Linked DNA regions of Mus musculus: region 2 is linked to region 1. Evidence: chromatin contacts called from public promoter capture Hi-C data. All regions are on one chromosome and are shown on one strand. Each heading gives the region's core, a stretch centred on a gene start, on an enhancer-like site or on the middle of the called end of the contact. The rest is flanking DNA. Distances are from core to core; before and after follow the strand shown.

Region 1 (4,963 bases), core at 30-2,529:
AGCACAAATAAGTTAAATATTTTTAATGTCCTCTCATTTGGCCACTAAATTATTAGAAATGAAAAATTCACTTGTAATATAAAACACCTATAAATAAAGAATTCCTATAATCCCAGTACTTGGGAGGCAGAGACAGGCGGATTTCTGAGTTCGAGGCCAGCCTGAAAAAAAAAAAAGAATTCCTATAAAATTGGGATTGAATACCTGTTTCTTAGTAGAAATTAGATCCTGGAGTAGTTAGTCATTTGCTTTTCCGCGCTTGCTACAGCAGAGGGCACTAGGTGATCTAGATCATTTCTAGCTCCAGGTGGCAAGAGTTAAAGAGAACCATCTTTCTAAACTGCATAGCCCTGAGTTTCAAAAACATTAAATGTTCTAAAACTAGAATGACCCATAATCAAAAGAGAGGATACTTGAAATTTAAAACATTAGGTCATTCATGTTAACGTTCTAGATGTCTCATAATTGTGAGTGTTTAAAGCTAGTCTGCTTATGAAATCCCTAGTTATTCTCATGCAGGGCTCTACTCAGACCAACAGAAAATATCCAGACAGTAGCTAGTACTTAAAAGGGTGATGGTTTAGCTGCTGGAATAAACCCTAGACTACAGACCCAAAATAGGCAGGAGACTTTGAGAGAACTTTAACCTTTCTTCCTTGTCTTTGCCATTTGTTAATGATTAAAAACTGTGGAAAATCAGTTAATCTCCTTTTCTATATCTAAAAAGTAATGCCAAGCCAGGCATGGTGCCACACAGCTTTAATCTAGCACTCTGGAGGCAGAGGCAGGCATGTCTCTATGAGTTTGAGGCCAGCCTCTACTACATAATGAGTATGTAGCTCAGGACAGCCAGAGCTACATAGTGAGACCCTATCTCAAAAAAACAAAAGTAGAAAGGGATGCCAGTGTCTCTCCTGTTTGTTAGTGTGAAAACGTGTTGCAAAATGTGCTAAGTGTACACAATGCGGGGTTTGTTGATGGTGGTGGTTTTGGGGTGTGTGTGTGTGTGTGTTTCCTTTGATACAAGATCTCATGTAGCCCATATCGGCCTTGAGCTCAGTATCTAGTTAAGCCCCAGATAAATCTGTCATTGAATTCATAATTCTCCTGCCTCTATCTCCCAAGAGCTTAAATTACAGATATAGCCTACCATACCTGTTCCTCCGAGATATTATTAAAACCATGAAACTTCATACTTTTAGAAAAAGAAATCCCAGGGTTGGCAAGATGGATCAGAGGGCACAGCCGCTTGACACTTAGCCTAACAGCCTGGGTTGGATCCTCAGAACCATGGTAGAAAGAAAAGAACAAAGTCTGCAAGCTGTCCTATGACCTATGACATGAGTGTGCACACACATGCACACACACACACACACACACATGCTAACTAAATAAACGTAAAAGAACAAAAAGAGAGTCCCAGAAACAAAATTCAGTCTTACATATGATTTTTTGATGCCAGGCTGGGAGATTGGCTTTGGAATCTTCTAATCTTCTAATCTTCTGGTGATATGGGGGCAAGAATTAGACACTGTTACATTCTGTCAAAACACTTTTAATGCTAGTGATAAAGTTTTTTTTTTTTTTATGGTAAACAGCCCTCTTACTATCTATTTTAGATAAGCTAAGATACTGGCAGCTGAGTGATCGAGCTTTCTAAATGATAGCTGTTAGAAGCATCTCTGATCCTCCTTGTTCCCTGGCCGAATTGAACAAAGCCCTGTTGTCCAGCAGCCAGCTGGACCGCGATCATGCCAACAGCAGCTGCTTTGAACACCGCACAGGCGACTTCAGGACAGATGCCTTCACTACAGTCAGAGCTGCGTCCTCTTGAAGGCCAGCTCTAACTTCAGAAGGCACCAAGGCTGGGCAGGCCACAACTATTTCAAACTGTTTAGACCAGACTGTGTGCCATGACATGCCACCATGAATTCTAGATGACCCCACTCACCATTGAGATCTTTTCACCCAGACTATAGCTGGAGGACCTCACTTGGTGGCCCAGCAAAAGGCCCGTAACTGGTATGAGGGAGGGACTGTTGTGATTGGCTGGTGTCGGGGACTGGGTTGTAGCTGAAGCTTACACTGTCTTCCTTTGTTGTGATTGGTGCAGATGACTTTGACACACACACACACACACACACACACACTCTGGTTCTCTAAGCAGGCTGGCTAGATGCTTTGTGAGCAATCCAGAGGATACTCTCCTATCCTGGCCCCTGGTATGGCAATATCAGACCCAATAAAAAGCTTAGCCTGCATCTGGAGAACTGTCTCAGCTAAGAGCACTTTTTGCATCTTCAGAGCATTGGGCTCCTAACATCCACATTAGGCAATTCACATCGATCTGAAACTCCAGCTTTAGAAGGATCTGCTGCTTCTGGCTTCTTTTGGGCATGTGAACTCAGTGAACATGCCCACGTGCAGACACATATAGCAATACATAGTTTTAAAGCAATAAAAAATAAATCTCTAAATTATAAAAAAAAAAAAGTAAAAAGCATAGCTTGAGAGGTCAAAGAATGGTAAGGTTTACTGTAGCCAGAGGGGAGAGCAGAGCCACAGGTATGGACAGAGGCAGAGGTAGGTATCTGGAAGAGTCCAGAGTGAATATGGTCAGGCGGAGCTGGGCCAAGTGAAGAGAGACAGGGAGGTAGAGCAAGAGATGATCCCCTGACCAAGAGGAGATGCCTGGGCCAAAAGACTGGCTAAAAGAGCAAAGGGAACAGGTAACCAAAATGGCTCCGTTACATAGTGACCAGAGAAGGGGGGGCTCAGTACAGTCCCTGGGCTGGAGAAGTTTAGGGGGAAGTGGGAGATGCCAACCAGAAGTCCCTACTTGTACCTAGTAGGGACTGAGGGATGCTGGAAGAACCTGGGGACAGCATCAGCTTTGGTGTGTCAATAGGCAACTCAGTCTGCTGGAATAGAAGTGCCTAATACTGGCTGTGAGATCTAAAGATGAACAACTATGGGCTCTGGTCACCAGAAGGCCTGCAGTTGGGAATTGAGATAACCTAGGCACAAGAGTGCTAATACTGGTGACCCCGGTGCTGTGCGCTCCAGCAGGCAAGGCCCATAGGAGCACTGTAATATTAGAAGTCACAATCACCTGCCACCAGTGCTACCACTCTGCTTTTGCAACTATTGCATTGTTCTTGGAAATTGAGAATTCTGAAAGTTAAGAAGTTCTAGGCCTATTTGTTACTAAAAGTCAGTGTAATAAGCTTCCAAACTAAGTATCTAGGGCTATAAGTCTTTAGCTTCTAAGGGATAGAACAATAGGCTTGGAACTATAAATCTCTGGTTCTTTCATCCTGACACATAGACTTTGAACACTCAAGGGCCTAGGTAGGGCCTTCTCTCCCATCCACAGTCTTGACCTAGAGAGAGCAAAAGGATCCCCAGATAGCTGATTGTGTACACCAGCAGTCATGTGTATCATACTGGTTGAGGCAAAGATACATAAAAATCTGTGGTACCAATTCCAGGGTGTCTTCTCCAGCTCCTTCTTAATTTGTTGTTGTCATTTGCCACCACAGCTGCTGTTTGTGTTGTTTGGGGATAGTGGTGTCACTTCATAGCCCAGATTGGTCTGGAACTCATTATGTAGGCCAGGCTAGCCTGAAATTTATGGGAATTCTCTTGGCTTGGCTTCCTGAGTGCTATAATTATAGGCATGAGACACCACACCCAGGTCCTTGGTAATGTTTTGTATGTCCCCTTTTCACATTGAAAAGGAAATATACTGGATCAGAGGTGAGGAGGACACAACACCTGCCCCAACAAGAGAAGTAACTGGGATTAGTGGGACCCAGGAACTTTGCCCGATCAGTGGGCAACCAGTCTGAGCTATGTCCTGAGCAGACCTTGGGTGCTAACTCCACAGCCAGTCCCACAACATTCGGTAAAAGTTCCACTCCCAGGTGCTTTAACACGCCCAGGTCCACAGGGATCCCAGGAGCTTGGTCACACCAGGATCTTAGGAGCCCAGAGGCAACTTGACTCCCAGGAGCTCTGACACACCCAGGATCACAGGAAGGTCAGGCTCCAGTCAGATATAGCAGGGCAGGTAGCACTAGAGATAATAGAAGGGCAGGAGGCAAGCACAAGAACACAAGCAACAGGAACCAAGGTTACTTGGCATCATCAGAACCCAATTCTCACAATATAGCAAGTCCTGGATATACCAGGAAAACAAGATTCAGATTTAAAATCACTTCTGATGATGGTGATACAGGACTTTAAGAAGGACATAAATAACTCCCTTAAAGAAATACAGAAGAACACAGATAAACAGCTAGAAGCCCTTAAAGAGGAAACACAAAAATCCTTTAAAGAATTAGAGGAAAACATAATTAAACAGGTGAAGAAAATGAACAAAACCATCCAAGATCTAAAAATGGAAATAGAAACAATAAAGAAATCACAAAGGGAGACAACCCTGGAGATAGAAAACCTAGGAAAGAGATCAGGAGTCACAGATGCAAGCGTCACCAAAAGAACACAAGAGATAGAAGAGAGAATCCCAGGTGCAAAAGACACCATAGAAAACATTGACACAACAGTCAAAGAAAATGCAGAAAGCAAAAAGCTCCTAACCCAAACATCTAGCAAATCCAGGATAAAATGAGATGAAATCTAAGCATAATAGGTATAGAAGAGAGTGATGATTCACAACTCAAAGGGCCAGTAAATATCTTCAACAAAATTATAGAAGAAAACTTCCCTAACCTAAAGAGAGAGAGAGAGAGAACCATGAACATACAAGAAGCCTACAGAACTCCAAATAGATTGGACCAGAAAAGAAATTCCTCTGGTCATATAATAATCAAAACACCAAATGAACTAAACAAAGTAAGAATATTAAAAGCAGTAAGGGGAAAAAAAGCAGTAAGGGAAAAGGTCAAGTAACATATAAAGGCAGACCTATCAGAATTACACCAGACTTCTCACCAGAGAC
Region 2 (5,210 bases), core at 585-3,084, 120 kb after region 1:
GCACCTAACCTTAAGAAAGGATAGATGGAAGAGTGGGAGGAAAAGTTGTAGGAGCCAGAGGGGTCAAGGACAGCACAGAAATCTGATAGAATCTATTAACCTAAGCTCAGAGGGCCTCACAGAGACTGAACCACGAGGCATGCAAGGAACTGACTCTCTCCACATCTGTAACAGTTGTGTAGCTTGCTTTTTCATGTGGGACTCCTAACAGCAGGAGCAGCAGCTGTCTCTGACTCTTGCAGCCTACCTTTGGGACTCTTTTTTTTTCCCCTTACTGAGCTGCCTCAATAGAAGATGCACCTAGTTTTACAGCAACATGATCTGCCAAAGCTGGTTGATATCCGTGGGAGGCCTCCCCTTTTCTGAAGAGAAGTGGGGTGGGGTGACTGGGTGGGAGGAAGGGAAAACTGGTCAGTATGTAAGTAAATCAAAAAATAAAACATTGGGAAGAAAGTGGTTAGGCATGATGTCCTACCTTAATCCCAGTTCTTAGCGGCAGAGGCAGATGGACCTCTGAGCTCAAGGTCAAGGCTGATCTACATAGCAAGTTTCAGGACAGTCCTGTCTCACCTACATACACGCCCACACTCCAAAAAAGTAGTCAGGCAGGAGATGGTGGCGGCCCATAAATGAAGTACCCTGGTGAACAAGAGTTGGAAGCCACTTATATTACATAGTAAATTCCAGGCCAGGCTGGGCTGCACCATATCCCAAAACAAAAAGTGAATTTATCAACTACTAAACGTCCATATGCTTAACAAAATAGAAGACAAAAGTACTTTCTGCCATCAATGAGCTCTAATTGTGGAACTTTGCACAGGCTTTTTAGATACCTTAATCTTGATGGCTATGGTAGTACAGCTTCATTCCCAGAGGTTAGGAGACAGTGGCAGGCAAGTCTCAAGGCCAGCCTGATGTGAAGAGTTCAGTGCCAGGCTAGTCAGGGGTGCATAGTGAGCCTTTGACTCAATAAGATGATGACAACATTAATTATCAACGAATTGTCATCTTCAGAACAAGAAGCTGTGAGACTGGACAAGACAACTTCATTGTACAAGGCCCTAAGTTTGATCTCTAGCACCATCCCCAAAGAAAACTCTGTGTGTGTGTGTGTGTGTGTGTGTGTGTGTGTGTATTTAACTTTGTTTGGCTGGTGAAGATCTCCCAAGGAAACCACAGTGAAGGTAAGACATGAGCGAGTTGAAGTATGGAGAGGGGACTAGGATGTTAGAGAGTCCTAAGCTGTCCTAGTAAGGGAAGATAGGGTATATGAATTCTGAGGGAAGGGACTGAGTTGAAATGGGGATCTTCATTACAACTACTATAGACAGGCAGCTGAAGAGGTGTTGCTTGTAGCTTTTACTACCCCACCAAAGCTCCAGGAACAGGCCATGCTACCAGCCCCCACCCAGCTTCCCTTGAATCCAAGGATAAAAGAGGAGGTAGGATCAGATGGCAAGGGCTGTAGACCATGCCAAAGTGTGGTGGCACTACTCTCTAGTTCCAGGTTAGATCAAGTTCAAGGCCAGCCAGCTTGAGCTACACTGGCAAGTTCAAGGCCCTGAGTTACATGAGACCTGTCTCAAAACTAAAAATAAAATGGCCTTGTCCTGATGGTAAAGAAAATATAAGCAGAAGGTAGTATGCAAGGAAATACAAAATCTAGATTTGTGCCTCTTTATTCACAATTATTGAAAAAATTATGCATGCCTCTCCCATGTGCATGGTGTTCACTGGGGCCCTTGGTAAGGTGCAGTCTGTTTCAGCGGGTCTGGGGTGGGGCTTGGAGGCACATGATCACAGATGATACTCGTGTTCAGTGTGGCCAAAGAGCACACTTGCGTAAGACTCGCCATAATAGGTAATTTTAGAAATAGATCTGATTTGTATCTGAGACATTTTAGTGAAGTGGTGAGATATAAGACATAATCAGAAGACATATCTACCTGAAGACTTTAAGGGGAGAGGTGAGTAGGGTGATTCTTAGCTGGGTTCACATCGGAAGAAGCAGGTGCCTTAAATGGAAGTCAGGGTTCCTGTGCAGCGTGAGCAGCTACAAAACGAATGAGTCTCAATGAGGCCTGAAGGAGTTTAGGTTGTTGTTTGTTTTGGGTCTTGTTTTTTTTTTTTTTCTATTTGAAGATTTATTGTATGTATGTGCACCATATGTGTGCCTGGTGTCTGTAGAAGTCAGTATTGAATCCCCTGGAACTGGAGTTCCGCATGGTTGTAGCCCACCATGTAGGTGCTGGGAATCAATCCTGGATTCCCTGCAAGAAAAATGGACCTAGCTGCTGAGCAGCTTTATACTTCTCAGTTAAATACCAATACCAATACAGATGTGAAGCTGGACATTGGCATGCTGAATCTGTTTAAAGTGAGGCTAGGTTCCCAATTGCAATCGGCTTACACGAAATTAGGGCCTGAACCAGCCCAGTGGTTGAAGTAGGAGAGGAGTTGGGCAATAGGCTGGTTCTGTGTGGTGACTTGAAGACAGATGACAGAACTCCTTAGTCCCCTTGACCAAACAGTAGATCTGTTTGGACATCCTTTTCATGGCATCAAAGCCCTTGGGAATAGTTGAAAGGAAAACCTATAGTGATTTTAGTCTGTCATACATACTCCTAACCTCCCAAGCCCAGTTAGGACCTAAAGGTGCTCTCTTGTACCTCTTTGTCTCTGTGTCATATGTCTAAACTAAACCTTTTACTCCCTGGATAGTTAGGGTACACCTAGACTCAAAGCATGGCATGCCTGTTTCCCCATGGCAGAAGGGCCTCTTGTAGTTTGGGGTATTATACTTTAATCTGTATTAGGCTTTTTTGTTTGTTTTTGTTTTTGTTTTGAGACAGGGTTTCTCTGTGTAGCCCTGGCTGTCCAGGAACTCACTCTGTAGACCAGGCTGGCCTCAAACTCAGAAATCCACCTGCCTCTGCCTCCCAAGTGTTGGGATTAAAGGTGTGCCGGTGGTGCTCGGTGGCTTTTGTTTTTTGTTGTTTTGTTTTTGTTTTGTTGTTGTGGGTTTTGTTTGTTTTTGCATACACATGTCATGTCTGAAGCACATGCATGCAGTACCCAGTGATGCTAGGAAAAAGCACCATCTCTTCTGGAAGTGAAGTTAGAGAGGGGAGCTGCTATGTGGGTGCTGGGAATTGAACCTGGGTACTCTGGAAGAGTTGTCAGTGGTCCTGCTGACATCTCTACTGCTGAGCCATTTCTGGCCTGGGCTTCAGCTCCTTAACTAGTTCTGATGGTTACCATGATACAGTCATTCCCATACCCTCATGCCCTCCTTGTCCCTTAAATGAACTTATAAGGGTTTTCTAAAGCAAGGCTTGGAAGATGTGTGAAAGGCGAGGTAGTCTATAACTCAGCTGCTGTCATCACAGCACACACCTTCGTCCTAGCTTTAGCCACGTTTCTTCCTGCTGCTTCGAGGTCAAACTATGTCATCCCCGTGTCACTGGGAATTCTGCCACTCTCCCTGACTTTGCACTCTGCTTTTCTTCTGTGGTTTTCTCTTATCTCCTACAACTTCTGAGCTAATGTACATGCAATGAGCTTTTTCCCCAAGTTGCTCTTGACTACCTCCCAGCCTTGATTAATATTTATTTGTTTGTTTGTTTGTTTGTTTGTTGTTATTTATTTATTTATTTATGTGCCCTAGGCATGAAACAGCTTTGGCCATCAAACCAGGCATTAATCTAGGATGAATAACTGCCATCCACTCTGCCCCTGACTGATATAAGAACACCACTGCCATAGGTGTCTCTTTGCCCATTGCCCGGGGGGTATTTCTGTCCTCAAGAATCAGTAATGCCTATTTTTTAAAAAGTCTTAATAATCTCTCCATTAAGGAAGTATCAACTGCTAAATCAGAAAAAAAAAATCTGTACCTCTTCAAACATAAATGTTTATTGAGTCCTATCTCATTCAGAGCCCACAGCTGTGTGCACTGAGCATGTTCAATAAATATTTGCTCTTGTGGTTTGATTTCACTGAAACCCAAACTGAACTTTCTAGCTGTACCGAGGACCGGGGCAAATTCCAGTAAGATGCTTCAAGACCCTGGGAAAAGCAGCCAACATGATAATGCCGGGCTTGCTCTTGATAAGCTTCATCCCACCTTAATTACCACCCGAAGATGCTGTTATTACCCTAAGGTCCTTCTTCTTCGACAATCCAGAGGAGCTAGGCATGCCCTTGCTTTGAGGCTCTGTGTTTTGCCAAAGCTCTATGGAAGGGAGTTACTCAGTAACCATAGGAGGGTCTGAGCTACCAAAGACAAGAACACCACAGCCTAGGGCATGAGGGCAGCAGGCAAAGGCCAGTTAATGACCTGCTCACGGTGATTTATGTAGACTGGAGGCTGCTGTAGAAAGGAATTAATGACCTGAAGGAGGTCCCAAAAATTAGAGGGGAAGTAAACGTTAATATTCTTTCAATGTCACTGGAAGACCCGATGTATGCTTTCCAATCTTGTTTCCACTCAGAATGGAGAGAAACGGTTCTACAGATAAGTAGGGGAATTCTCCCCCAAATTTTTACCTGACACGAGTATATCAGAAGGCAGGAAGATGATTCAGTGGGTCAGAGTGGCAACCTGAATTCATTCCTGGAACCTCATGAAAAGACAATTGCAGTGGTACCCATCTGAAATGCCACAACTCCAGTAGTGAGATGAGGAGCAGAGCTAGAGTTGCCCAGAGGCTCCAGGGCCAGCTAGCCCAGATTGTACTGCACAGTGAAACCATCAAAGGTGAAGGGGAGAACCAACTCTGTAAAAGTTGCCCTCGGGTCGTACACGTGCTGTGGTATGTACACAGCTGCACACATCACTCACACACACACACACACACACACACACACACACAGAGAATGTTTTTAAAGTTTCATTTTTAGTGCTGATTAGTCAACCCCTGTGTCTTACTTACTCTTAGAGAGCACGCACTCCACCTCTGAACTACATCCCTGGCTCCCCATAAATAGTTTGCCTCCAGTTCTGGATATAACTAAAGTCTCAAAAGAAAATTAGAGCACTTTTCTTTTTTAAAGATTATTTATTATATGTAAGTACACTGTAGCTGTTCTCAGACACCCCAGAAGAGGGCATCAGATCTCATTACGGATGGTTGTGAGCCACCATGTGGTTGCTGGGATTTGAACTCAGGACCTTCGGAAGAGCAGTTAGTACTCTTAACCGCTGAGCC

The links. Promoter capture Hi-C pulls out the DNA fragments that hold promoters and counts their contacts.
Region 2: a promoter capture Hi-C map of liver shows a contact between it and region 1. The contact joins the promoter of Serpinc1 here to the enhancer-like site in region 1. A contact is called at or near these places in 4 of 39 promoter capture datasets (embryonic stem cells, liver, stem cell-derived epiblast-like cells and 1 more), 4 of 484 Hi-C or Micro-C datasets (embryonic stem cells and liver) and 3 of 9 other capture datasets (adipose tissue, liver and pancreatic islet).

The regions. Positions count from the first base shown.
Region 1 is chr1:160,854,337-160,859,299 of GRCm38.p6, forward strand. No RefSeq gene overlaps it. Among named protein-coding and RNA genes, the nearest start is that of Gm24988, 20 kb to the right of the region's middle. Within about 2 kb of position 1,280, at least 27 of the 459 cell types and tissues checked have an H3K27ac peak or open chromatin away from gene starts, as enhancers often do. A contact at or near this core is called in liver, where this site is marked.
Region 2 is chr1:160,976,749-160,981,958 of GRCm38.p6, forward strand. It overlaps Serpinc1 (serine (or cysteine) peptidase inhibitor, clade C (antithrombin), member 1), which reads left to right and starts at 1,835. Exons shown (of 8, transcript NM_080844.5): 1 at 1,835-1,967. It overlaps LOC115487665 (a small nucleolar RNA gene), which reads right to left and starts at 3,792; the gene lies at 3,655-3,792.